2 separate regions of the Arachis hypogaea genome follow, and region 2 is linked to region 1. Evidence: chromatin contacts called from public Hi-C data. All regions are on one chromosome and are shown on one strand. The core of a region is the stretch at or near the end of the contact, and the rest is flanking DNA. Distances in the headings are between cores, read along the strand shown.

The links. Hi-C and Micro-C count contacts between places; a contact is called where the count stands out from the background.
Region 2: a contact with region 1 is called in a Hi-C map of leaf, with 4 times the contacts expected there. The contact joins the promoter of LOC112765560 here to the promoter of LOC112767138 in region 1. A contact is called at or near these places in 3 of 8 Hi-C or Micro-C datasets (leaf and an unstated tissue).

Annotation. Positions count from the first base shown.
Region 1 is chr17:19,277,258-19,279,957 of arahy.Tifrunner.gnm2.J5K5, reverse strand. LOC112767138 reads right to left here and starts at 1,272. Exons shown (of 9, transcript XM_025813018.3): 1 at 1,092-1,272; 2 at 266-428; 3 at 1-86. The coding sequence starts at 415. LOC112764881 (CBS domain-containing protein CBSX3, mitochondrial) reads right to left here. Exons shown (of 6, transcript XM_025810692.2): 6 at 2,594-2,700.
Region 2 is chr17:19,810,159-19,812,858 of arahy.Tifrunner.gnm2.J5K5, reverse strand. LOC112765560 (cytochrome P450 714C2) reads left to right here and starts at 1,353. Exons shown (of 5, transcript XM_025811456.2): 1 at 1,353-1,656; 2 at 1,820-2,046; 3 at 2,343-2,590. The coding sequence starts at 1,353.

The sequences.
Region 1 (2,700 bases), core at 23-2,522:
TTCCATTCGATTTTCTGTATAGTGCTCAATTTGCCATATGCCTTATTGAACAATAGAGAACTCAAAACAGCACTTGATCTATACACCTTCAAGAACCAAGAGAAAGGATCAAGCTTCAGAATTTCTTACAAGAATTTCTAAAAGTTATGTCCTTAGATATGCAAATATTGTTTATGATAGGACACTATGGCGTCGTTTGAGAGATAAATAATAATTTTCAAATTTCAAAGGACGAATTTGTCCTATGTCGGCTCGGTGTACTTACAAGAAGACATAAGATGATGCCGGCGAAAACAGACGCCAGACACATGATTTCTTTGCTGGGACTAGCAACAATATCATGATCATAAGAGAAAACAGAACCAAAATAAGAAGTGAATTTCATTAAGCTCCCCCCTTGTTGAAATTTGCTCATATGAGAAAACAAACTGCATCAAAGACACAATAAGCACATGGTTCACAGTTGTCTCAGCACAATGTATATGAAAGCTAGAAAATCCTTCATTTGAATAATGCAAGTGGACTTTCCTTTTTCAACAAAAAGAACTACATATAAAAATTCAATTGATTCTTCCATATTCCGTAGTAAAGAAGCTAGCAATTCTTTTGCTTCTTTAGTCATACACACGTGTGTATATATATTCTGTCAACTCTTGAAGCCCGTCTTCTGTGACTTTGACAACCATGGTTAGCACTAACGTTTATGGCAACACATAAAGCATGACCCAGATGACAAAATTTCTTGGAAATTAAATTAGAAACTACTCATATACTTTTCAATGGTACTGATCCTTCGCAAATAAAAACTTTAGTTTGATGCTGCCTACACAAAAGTGGGATTCAAACTTCAATACTTACTTAAGCGGACAAGTAAGCTAATCATTCAACAATCCAAGTTGGTTATATATATATATATATATATATTGATTAAGTAGTATAGTAATCTGAACATAGCCATGAACAAGAAAAAAAACCATGAAAAGGAGTAGAAAATGGTCAAAACTCGAAAAGGGAAAAAGGGCATCTTCACATGTAAAGACAGAATACAAGTCATACAACAAAAAGTGAGCACGGATTATATTTTTTCATACCAAGAAGCACTGCAAAGAAAGACTCTTTGTTCTTCAATCACAGAAACACCAAGTGCAGAGAGAAGGAGGAGGAGTGGTGGTGAAGAAGCAGTTGAAAGCAGAAAACATGTTGAGGAGAAAAACCAAGATGCAGAATCTCATGTTCACTCAGTTGTGTCTTGTGTCTGTAGTTAACTAGCCTGTTCTGCAAGTCACCATCTCAATCTTACTTTTCTAATGATAAATGATAAAAAAAAAATGTTAAAGCGAACAAGATATCTTTTTAACCAAGTCTATTTACTTTTTTTTAAACTTGTTTTTTTCTTTTTTTTTTTATTAAAATTTTTTATTCTTAATTTTTAAATTAATAAATTAATTAAATTAAATTAAATTAAATTATCAGAATGACTTGGTTTTGTATATGGTGGATAAAAATATCACAAAATTGCTTCGAAGTTTCTACGTGTACTGCTTCTAGAATTCTTTATATGACTTTATTATTACCCCAAAACTTGTACGTTACAAAGACGATACTTATACCTATATTTGGCATTTGAACCCACCAAAAGTCTATGTTTTAGACTTTTAGGTAACTTTAATTAATTTTTCTCCTCTTATTTTAAAGAGCTAGCCTTATATGTAAGTGGTCATTTTATTAGGACTATTATTAAATTAAAATAATATTTTTTTATTATTAAATAATATTTTTTAAAAGATATTGTTTAAAAAAGTATTATTAAAATATAAAAAAATATTACTTTAATTTTAATAACACTGACATAATCATCATAGTCACTATAATATAATCATACTAAAATCTACCACATACATATATATATATATATATATATATATATATATATATATATATATATATATATATATATATATATATATATATATATTGATTTGGTCCATTTCTCATATTTTAATCTCTCTTATTTGATTTTCCTGTAAATTTTTTAAATTTAAATTCAAGTCAATTGATTGTGAGATAAAAAATATTATTTTAATTAAAATTATTATTTTAATTAATCTCATATTATTTATATTATATGTTAATTATTTTAAACTCTAACATAAATAAAAAAAAAGTAGATTAATAAAAATTTTATTGGTAATTATGTAAAAAAATAACATCGTTCCCTATTTTGTTAATGGGTAACTTATATTTTCTTAGAAAAACTTGTTTTAAAAATTTCAATAAATTTTGATAAAATAAAACAACTATTATTATTATTATTATATGTCAAATCATTTTAATAACCAAATTTAATCAAGTTAGTCCAATACCTTAAGGATTGATAACAAAAAAGTTCTAGTTAAAGAAAGAGACATAAAAAAAAGAAAAAAACTTAATTAGATTTAATTACAAAAATAATTTGTTTATCTAACCTATCTCATTTAAAGAGTGGTCAGCTCTGCTTCTTAGTTTCTTTAGTGTGACATACCCTAAAAAAAGAGAGGGAAAAAAAAAGAGAAGGGGGGGGGGGGGGGGGTGTTTCTAAACTAGTGAAACAAGCTTCAGAAGAGAACGGAATTCCATACTGCATTCATATGCAGTAGTCATTATTAACATGAAAATTCAAGTTATATCCATAAAACAGAAGGGAAGTTCAAGATTAAAGAA
Region 2 (2,700 bases), core at 104-2,603, 530 kb before region 1:
AAATAATGACTCACGTAATTTAACAAGAATTTATTGTACAATTATATGTTTGGATTGGATTACAATTTAACAAGAATTTATTTTATTTGAATTTATAATTTTATATTTTTATCTTTGATTTATTATACAATTATCTACTACCACTAGCTTTGGTAATCCGACTCTGAAAATTCAATCTAACAACTAAAAAAAATATTATTTATTTAAAGTTTTTGTCTTAAAAATAATCTTTTTTATCAAAATATTTTTAAAACTTAAAATAAAAGAATAAAAGGCCCATCTCATTTAATTTACTGAGTTGATCATAAACCTTACAAACTGAAAAATTATGGCATGATGTGAATATATTGTTGGGTGTGTAACAAGTGAGTGAACAATTAACTAATGTGTGTGTGTAAGTGAAGGTGCAACAACTACAAAAGCAAGTGAATGTGTAACGTGCATTGTCGGAGAGAGTAAAAGAGTGCAACAAAAGGGTGTTATAATTTCTTTTTTTTTTTGAAATTGAGAGCTGGTAAATTTGTTACTTAGTCATAATATTCTTAAAATTGTTTAAAGATAAAATTATTGTGTTTAGTTCTATTCTTTTTCTCATCTTAAAATTTTAATTGTGTTAGTCTATTTCATTACTCTAATACCTAAAATATTTGCTTATTTTTATTATTGAATTAACTATCAATTCAGTATTTAAAAAATTCAGCCGCAGACAAAAAGTTCTTAAAAAATATTATCGATAATGATTTGAAAATATGATAAAAAGAACCAGTAAATATTATACTTTTTGTAAATAACAAAAAAAAACTTTCATATTTAGTAAACTACTTATTTAATTGATCTAAATTTTTGTGGTAATATTTAAATAAATATTTAAAAGGTCTATAAAAAAATCAGAACAAAATTTGATCTCTAGATTTTTCTTTTCATTTTTTAAAACAATATGATCATTTACAATATTTTTTTTTTTTAAAATCATTTAACAAAAAAATATCAAATTTTGAGGATAAAAATATTTTATTTTTTTAATAATGATTGCAAAAACTTGTATCAAAATTTGATCTCTAAAATCATTATTTTGAATATAAGCATTTTTTGTGGTTCTTTTTGTCAACCATATAAACTTTTGGCACCATTTTAATAGTTTACTCTTTACCGTTCATGCAATTCATGCAAGTTGTGTGAGTTTAGTACCTTATAAAATTATTATTATTATTATTATTTTAATTCTTTTTCCCCTACCAGTAACATATCCATCCTTAGTGAGCCATTTAAAGAAGAAATTCACTTCTCTCGTGGGAAAATGACCTTAGAAATAAGATAGTAAGTTAGATTTTCATACTACAAATCCTTTAACCATGCAGCTCTTATTTGATTCCGAGATTTTCACATGTATTGTATTATCGGTAGGCTCTTTTGTGTTGTTTCTCTTGTTAGTTTTGTACAATACCCTAGTTGGGAAGCCAAAGAGACTTAGATCTAAGTTAATTAGGCAAGGTATAAATGGTCCACCTACAACTTTTATACTTGGAAATATTAGGGAAATAAAGAAGGCCAAGCAGCTTACAACTACTCCAAAATCTCATTCTCTAGAACCCATTGATGTCCATGATTGTGCTTCACTTAACTTCCCTTTCATTGAGAAATGGAGGCAAAAATATGGTACTACACACTACTATACCTCAATTTATATTATTTGAATTATTATTTATTTCCTCTTATTATTTATGTTTTCATCTCTGTTTTTAGTTTCTGGGTCCTTGCCTCTATTATGTCATAGAACAGCTTCTAAATTAAACACTAGCTAAATTATTTGAGAAAACAGGTAAATTGTTCATGTTTTCTCTTGGGAACACACAAATATTGTTTGTGGACAAACCTGAGATAATAAGAGACATTATTACATGTACATCCTTGGACTTGGGAAAGCCTTCATATCAGAGGAGAGAGTTAGGACCATTGCTTGGAAAGGGAATCATAACATCAAATGGAACCATATGGGCAAACCAAAGAAAGATCCTAGCTCCAGAGCTATACATGGAAAAGGTTAAGGTATATTAATAAACCACGAATTGATCTCCATCTCTACAGCGTGTTTAGTTTGCGTTTTTATTTTTAAAATTTTACGAGAAAAATAAGTGAAAATAAAATATAAAAATAAAAATATAATTTTATTATTTTTACTATTTTTTCTTTTTTCCTCCACAAAATTCTAAAGAAAGAATATTGAAAATGAAAACGCAAACGAAACTTAGCCTAAGTTTTTAAGTTTGATTTGTGTTGGTACATATTTTTATTAATTAATTTGGCCTCTTAGCTTGCAATATGTTTTCAAATGTTCTCCAAAGGGAATGATGACTATAATCGGGGAGTCTGCTATTTCTTTGGTAAACTCATGGAGTAATAGAATAGAGGCAAAGGGTGGAAGTGCAAATATAAAAGTTGATAAGTACTTTAGAAAATTTTCTGGGGATGTTATTTCAAGAGCATGCTTTGGTAGCAATTTTTCCAAGGGAGAAGAAATTTTCTCAAAACTTGGAGCTCTCCAAGAGGTCATGTCCAAGAATGCTATGGCTACATGGATTCCAGGAATGAGGTAAGAAATAGTTTATTTGATAATCATATTCATATAATAGATGCAAAAATTAATTATTTTTACCAAGATTATGAAAATTGAACCAATAATTAAACAAGTAAAATCAAATG